2 separate regions of the Anas platyrhynchos genome follow, and region 1 is linked to region 2. A link is a contact called in public Hi-C data. All regions are on one chromosome and are shown on one strand. The core of a region is the stretch at or near the end of the contact, and the rest is flanking DNA. Distances in the headings are between cores, read along the strand shown. Region 1 holds the start of PUF60 (poly(U) binding splicing factor 60). Region 2 overlaps SCRIB (scribble planar cell polarity protein).

Region 1 (3,999 bases), core at 307-2,806, 64 kb after region 2:
GAGAGTGACACTAACACTGAACATGGCAGAAAAGATACCAGTGATCACACAAAAAGCAAGTGCTGGGACATCTGAATTCTTCATTTTAAGGACCATTAGTCAGTTTTTTTTATTTTTTTTTTTATAAGCACAAGGTAAAACACACAAGGCACAAATCCTGATGAGCTAACACATGACACTGGATGTTCAGATCCAGTTTATTTCCAGTAAGATCAGAACAGAACTCACATAAAAACACACAGATTATTAAAAAAATGACTTGGAAGTGCTTTAACTCAATGTGTGAGCCTGACAAGAGCAAGTGCTCTATTTAAGATGTTTAACAGTTCTGAAGTTCAAAATAAACTTCATTCCACCAAAAATGAACCCATCATGAATAAAAGCATTCAGCACTCTGGCAAGCCAGTATGCTTGTTCCTGAAAGGGGAGAGTAGAAAAGCAAGCCATTAAGAAACATCCCGCTGTCTCACACCAGTAGTCCCTCTGGCCCCCTTAACAGCAGATGATATCTGCAGGGAGCGTGAGAGCCTGGCCACCTGCTTTGTAGTTTCCCAGCATCCACAATCATTGTACTACAGGTCTCCTTCCCTAGCAGCCTCACACCTAAGAGGTTACCTATTTTCATTTTGCACGATTCCATATGCTACTCTGTATTTCACTAAGAATAAAAAGGACTAGAATGAGGAATGCTGAATAACGCCCTACTGAACTACTTAATTTCTACGATTTATGACTAACTCACACAGAAAACAAGTCAGTCTCTGAAAGGAGACTATTCTGGTGTCTTACAACATTCGTGGCCACTTCAGCAGAAGTCTAAAGAACCACCTGAAAACACAATGAACTCTCAGGAAAGTCGATAACGTTGGGCTCATTTCATGAATAGGTAAAATAAACAACAGCAAATATAAAAATAACCAACAGGTACTGGACATCACTTCCCTTTAGTCAAGGGAAGTAACCCACAGCTCACATTTTAACCTCGGCGCTGAACACTGCAGAAGAGAAATTCCCAATCAAAGTCTCCTAATAAGCCCCACCACCTACCTGGACCTGCTCAAACACGCAGGGTCGTGAAACCATCACACGAACCGGCCCGCGCGCACCTCAGCACGGGGAAAGCCCAGATCCCATCCCAAACCCCGCCACAGCCCGGGCGCCGCTCGCCCTGCCCAGCACGCGGCGCGGCGGGCCCGTGAGAAGCCCGTGAGGAAGGCGGCCTCGGGGAGCGGGAGGCCGCCCGCAAGGAGGCCCGGCGGCACCGAGCGCACCCGGCCCGCCCCCGCCGGCCCGGGAGAGCCGCGGGCGCACCCGGCGGAGGCCGGCACGGTCGGCGCCCCCCCGAGGGCTCGGTGCCGGGCAAATGCCGCCCGCCCCGCAGCGCGGCGCCGCCACTCACCAGGGAGATGGTGGTCGTGGCCGCCATCTTGTCCACCCCGTCGGCAGGGAGCGCGGCGCTCTCGCGACAGCTTCAGGGCGCGCGCGGAGCGGCGAGCTCTCGCGAGCGCTCTGAGGCAAGCGGCGGGAGGAGGTCTCGCGAGACTTCCGGGGAGCGGCGTGACGGGGGGCGGGGCTGGCGGCGGGGCCGGGTCCCGTCACGGCCCCGGGCCTCGCCCCCCCCCTCGCTTCGTGCCGCGTCCCGGGCCCGGCGGGGAGGCCCTGGCGCACCAGGGGTGCTCCTCCTTGGTGCCTCCGGCAGCGGGACTGGTGCTGCTCGGGACACCGCGCGGAGGCGCCGGGAGCCGAGCCCCGCCCGTCCCCAGGGGGCCCTCGGTGTCCCGAACCCCCGGCGGTGGGGGCCCCGTGTCGCGATCCGAGCCCAGCCCTGCCCCGCTCCGCGCTGCTTCCGTGGTTCCCGGCTCTGCCGTGCGGATTGAAATACACGGGAAAGGCCGGGAGCAGGGCAGGTGGTGCTGTCACGGCTGTTCTCCAAAGGAAGGCCTGCAGCAAGGGACAGGCGTGTTGTTAGCGCTGCGCTTCGTTATTTAACGGGGCATGAGAATGACCCGGCCTGCTGGCCGTGCTACGAACCAGGCAGAAGGTTATGGAAAAAGCTCTGAGAAGTTTGCAGGTTCTGGAAATCTGACTGATAAAAGATTTAGAAAGCTAAAAGCAGGAAAGCTCACCAAAAGCCATTGAGGGATAACTTAATATCTAAGTACTCTTATGATGATAAATCTTGCACTGCAAAAGTTCCTTTATCTAGCAGATAAAGGTACAATGTCTGAATTTGGACATAAAAACGTGAAACATATTTCTAATCTGAATTTAAGTGACTGACGTTAACCACTGGAAAACATTAATTATTGAGACACAGTGGATTCCTACATTATGCAATTTTTAAAGACTAGATACTGTACTAAAAGACGTGCAGTTTCACATCTATAACATACGGGGCTGATGAGACTTGCCCAGCTGTGTCTGAGGACACATCTCCTTTCTTGTCTGACTTGCAAATGTGAGGGCAGGATTTCCATTCTTGTGCTGGTGCCAGTTTTGCTAAGAAGGCCATGCCCATCGTGCTGAACACCAAGCTGACTGTGAGCCAGCAATCACAGAATCACACAATCATTAAGGTTGGAAAAGCCCTCCAGGATCGTCTGGTCCAACCACCCCCCTACCACCAATGTCACCCACTAAACCATGTCCCCAAGCACCACGTCCAACCTCTCCTTGAACACCCCCAGGGACGGTGACTCCACCACCTCCCTGGGCAACCCGTCCCAGTGCCTGACTGCTCTTTCTGAGAAGAAATGTCTCCTCATTTCCCACCTGAACCTCCCCTGCCACAGCTTGAGGCCATTCCCTCTAGGCCTATTGGCAGTTATCTGTGAGAAAAGGCAGACGCACACCTCTCAGGTAGGTGCAGAGAGCAATAAGGTCTCCCCTGAGCCTCCTCTTCTCCAGGCTAAACAACCCCAGTTCCCTCAGCCGTTCCTCAAAGGACTCGTGTTCTAGAATGTGCTCTTGCAATGTGCTCTTACAGCAGAGAAGCCCAATGGTATCCTGGGCTGCACCAGGGAAAGCCTTGCCAGCTGGCTGAGGGAAGATCCTTCCTCTGCTCCATGCTGGTGAGGCCACATCTGGAGCGCTGAACCCCCTGCTGGGCTCCCAGTGACAAGACAGAGATGGACTTACTGGAGTGAGTCTGGTGCAGAGTCACCAAGATGGGGAAGGGACTGAAGCATCTGTTGTAGGAGAGGTGGAGAGTGGGGGCTGCTCAGCCTGGAGAGGCTTGCAGAGGCTCAAAGTGTACAAATGCCTGATTAGAGGCTGAAGAAGCTGGAGCCATGCCCTCCTCAGGAGATCCCAGTGTCAGGACAAGAGACAATGGGCCCAAACTGAAAAATGGGAAATTCCCTTTGAACACAGGAAGACACTTTTCTCCAGTGAGGCTGGCTGAACACTGGCACAGGCTGCTGAGAGAAGCTGCGGTGTCTCTGTCCATGGCAATACTCCAACCTGACTGGACATGGTCCTGGGTGACCCAGCTTGAGCAAGGGGCTTTGGGCTGCTGAGGGCGGAAGGGACCTCCTGGGATCTCACGTGGTCCCTGCCAACCTTGGCTCTTCTGTGATTCTATGTCTACAGCCTGTCACGTATTCAGAACATCCAACAATAGCTGGTTAATGAACTCCTAACTGCTGAGTACATCATGGCCAGTAGGAGGGGGAACCATCACTCAAACTGAGGTAGTTAATGTTAAACAATTAAATCAGGTGAAATGTGATAAAGAAGAGCTAATGAGCTCATCAGGGAAATGAAGCGACTGGTATAGGAAGGAATTCTCAGTTTTCAAAGGCAAGTGCAAGCTTGTTCTGGAGGAGCAATTTTTGAATCATGCAGCTGAATGATGTTTCTCTACTGGATTCCTTCTCTACCCGATTTACCTGATTCTGTGGGTAAGTCTGTTGAACACAAGGAAGCTATTTTACTCTTAACTGTAAGAGTGACTAAGAAATTATTGAGTGTTTTGCTCAGTGGATCAGCTCCTCTGAT
Region 2 (3,782 bases), core at 973-3,472:
TAGTTTCCACAACCTCAGGATAGGTTTTCCTGCAGGTTCACAGGCTGTTACATGTCAACTATTTATCTCAGCACAGCACACACCACTAGTCAAGATATTTCTCCTGGTCAGCTGTCCATTTCCAATATTGGTGTATTAATAAATTGTGAGCAGTTTGGATAAGGGAGATTTTAAGCTACACTACACCATGGCCCCTTGCCAAGTATAGCTTTTCTTGTAGTCCTTCTCCCATGAGACTGGATGCGTTTCTGCATTGATCCATCCTGGTTATCCTTGAGAATTTTTCTGCGAAAAAAATACCAAGAAAGCAGCTTCCACCAGGGTCTTCAAGGGTCTCTGAGCTAGGTGAACCTCTGCTGCAAAGAAGCTAAGAGGACAGCAGCTGAAACACACTAAAGAACCTGCCTCAGAGGTGAGAAGATAGGATAAGATCCCTGGCATGTAGCTACTGAACAGCACAGGAGAGGATTGACTGCTGGTGTACTTACTGTCAACATGTTCTCTGTCAAGATGAGTTCCGACAGATTTTCACAGTCCCCAATTGACTCTGTCACCTCCGTCAGCCGATTCTGGTCCACCTTGAGGATGGAGAGCTGCTTCAGCTGACCTGGCCAGGGCAACAAGCTAGGTGTGAACTAAGCCACAGAGATAACGATGCTGTCCCATGTTTGCCTGCCTGAAATGCCTCCCATCAGGGATTACCTAACCTAACAATACAGGCACTACCCTTCTTCCCAACCATGCTTGTTCACAGCTTTCATCTATACTGATCAAGAACCTGAACGTGTCCTGTAGAGTTCTGCTCACCAGCATCATCTGCTGCTTCTGCACTCACCTACAGAAACTACGTCCATCAAGCCTTAATACTTCGTTACATACTGTCTTGCCTGAAGCCTCCCCACAGGAGCACTTCTGGGGCAGTTCAAGTCCTGCTCTGCTCCCCATCACACAGTACTCACCAATCCCATCTGGAATGCATTCCAGCAGGTTCTGTGACAGAAGCAAGTCTGTCAGTGCTACTAGCCCGCTGACCTCATTGGGCAACTGCTCTAGTTTGTTCTCTGACACATCCAGACAGACCAAACGGCGGAGATTACCCAGCTCCTAGGATCAGAAAGGAGACACTGTGGTTCAAGGGAGCAGTACAGGGAGGGAACAAAGCAGTGAAGCAAAGGACTGAACAAGTACTCACTGGAGGCAGCGCTGAGAGTTGGTTCCGGTCTAACCAAAGCTCACGCAAGTTTGGTAGCGCTCCCAGAGTATCTGGCTGTAACAGAGCAGGACAGTAGCAGTGTCAGTCCTTTCTAGGGGGGAAACTGCTCTAGGATATTCCAAATCACACTGAAACTCCACAAAACTTGATACTGTTACTGCTTTCACACCTCCTAAAACCATTCATCAAACAGTTTATGAAACTAGTGTGTTGGTGTGCCACAACGCTGCAGCAAATGTTTGGAAGTGTCTGGGCTAGCCTACTGGCTGCGGAAGCTCCCAACAGAAAACATGGAAGACAACAGCAAGGACTGTCCAGTAGCAAGCAAGACAAGAACCAAACAGGGTTTTGGAAATGCTGGCCCCACAGTAGAAATGTGTCTTTCTCCCCCTCCTCCCAGACATGAGTAAAAGCTTTTGGTTAACGCTGGCAATCCCAACATGATATAGCAGCGCTATCAGCAATGGTAGACGTGTTCATAGCATTGCTCCTTTTGTTACCCATAAACACAACACACACTGATGAGGGTTTGATTTAGGAGTTAAAGCACCATTCAAGTGCAGTTCAAGTGTCAGCCAACTGTTTTCACAAGCAGGCTGCAGCTTTGTGCACAGGAAGCTGCAAAATCTCTTTTGTCTCCCATTTTAGTTGGCTTTCTGCCAAAAAGCATTTCAGAACATTAAGAACGGGATTCAGTAACAGCTTGATCCACAACTGCAAAGTTAAAGAACATCACTGGATTTCCCCCAATGTCAAGATGAGCTGTAATTCAAGATTATGCACTGGCTCTCAGCATGCTTAGGCTTAGAGCCCTCCATGGAGGCACCCCGATCCACAGGGTACACACCATATGCTGGGCTGACATAACTGTCAGGAACAGCATGGAATGGTCCTGTACTTTCTAGAGGAGAAATTAAATTATGAAGGGAAAGGCAGAAAGGCAGCCCAGCAGAAGTAAAAAACAACAGCTGGTGGCAGTGTAACACAGCAGAGAAAGAAAGTACCAGACAGAGAACCTCATTGGAAAGGAAAGATCCTTAGGCAGCTAGATAGCAACAAAGAACGTCTCAGAGCAAAAGGGCTTGGAAAAAGCAGAGCAAGATGTGTATGAGGATAGTAGAAAGTGAGACAGGGCCAACACACAAAGAAAACATTATACTGGGAACAATGACTAGGCCATCCTGGGCAGATCAGAATCTTCCCAAACAACCCGAGGGTCTATTTCTTTGCATTTCAGACAAAAAAAAAAAAACACACTTCCACAAAGGTACAGGTGCTACCCCTACCAACCACCCATATTCCCTCCCCACCATCCCTCACCTACCAGTACTTCCAGGTCATTGCCACCAAGATCCAACTGTTCTAACTTGACAAGGAATGAGAGTGAACTGCAAGATACAGGGAACAGAAAGGGGAAAATAGAAAAAGAGAAAGAAAGAAAGAAAAAAAGAAGGAAAGAAAGAAAGGAAGGTTAGCATCAGGGACACACATCTCACAAATAACATAATTTTGACTAATTCCTAAAACTGGTGGGGCAATCCTGCCCCTTTTCACACTCTCTCTGAGCCAAGCAGTTTAGGAGAGCTGGTACCCCTCCCCCGGCCAGACCATGTGCACCAGGGAATTGGGTTCATTAGCACCATCAGTCCCAAAGTGGTCAGTTTCCACTCTGATACCAATTTGGCCTCTCCCCCTCCACTATAAAAAAAAAAATACTCTTTGAGCAAAAACATGATAGATGACAAGCCACACCTTAACGTTGATGCCAATTTTTGTTGCAAGGATGGGAACCTGAGCACAGAGTTACAAATAACAGGAATCAGCAGAGGACAATACATATTTGGGAGGCAAGGGGAGCGTAGCTGCAGGGAGAGGCAGGAATGACAAATTTAAGAGCCCCAATCTCCCCAAATGGGATGGACAAGCTGTTTAAGACAAAAGGAAAGACAACACTGGCATGATGTCTCAGAAAAGGTTAAGGTGTACAGACAAGAAGCTCACTGGGCAAGATACTGCAAGAAATCTACACAGGAACTGTACTACAAAGCCTGTCAACACTGGTGGTCCCTAGGATGTACCCCACTATCCAAACACATTATGAACTGCTGATGAAAAGTCAACACCACGACACCAGGATTCAGTTCTTCTGACATGGTCCAGGTGTCCACAAGTTTTCAGCTTTCAGTCCTACCCCATCAACTCCAACACCTACTCTCCCAAACAGGGGCTGCTGCCTCTTGCTTTATGCTAAGGCAGAATTCCCATTTAAAACCTGCCTATGTCCCCAGAATGGATGGTCTTCAGTGCTTATTTTTTTCTTTATAGGGAAATGATCTCATAAAGAAATCACTGCACTTGTTTGTAAATACAGCTATGCATCTCAACACCACCCAAACTCAGGAAGTTGGAGGCTGGAAACCTGTGAGAAAAGAAAAAAAAGAAAAAACAAAAATAGACCTGTGTTGCCTGGAGCAGGCTAGAAAAATATTGGGACTACACAGGAAGAACAAGTACTCACCTTTTGAAGTGGTAGATTTTGAGATATTATATTCACTCAAGCAAAGGTTAT

The links. Hi-C and Micro-C count contacts between places; a contact is called where the count stands out from the background.
Region 1: a contact with region 2 is called in a Hi-C map of subcutaneous adipose tissue, with 2.0 times the contacts expected there. The contact joins the promoter of PUF60 here to the enhancer-like site in region 2. A contact is called at or near these places in 2 of 8 Hi-C or Micro-C datasets (liver and subcutaneous adipose tissue).

The regions. Positions count from the first base shown.
Region 1 is chr2:260,627-264,625 of IASCAAS_PekinDuck_T2T, forward strand. It overlaps PUF60 (poly(U) binding splicing factor 60), which reads right to left and starts at 1,557. Exons shown (of 10, transcript XM_027452858.3): 1 at 1,400-1,557. The coding sequence starts at 1,426.
Region 2 is chr2:195,794-199,575 of IASCAAS_PekinDuck_T2T, forward strand. SCRIB (scribble planar cell polarity protein) reads right to left here. Exons shown (of 40, transcript XM_072034137.1): 6 at 2,538-2,601; 7 at 1,193-1,267; 8 at 960-1,104; 9 at 489-607. Among named protein-coding and RNA genes, the nearest start is that of SCRIB, 30 kb to the right of the region's middle. Within about 2 kb of position 2,223, at least 1 of the 8 cell types and tissues checked has an H3K27ac peak or open chromatin away from gene starts, as enhancers often do. A contact at or near this core is called in subcutaneous adipose tissue, where this site is marked.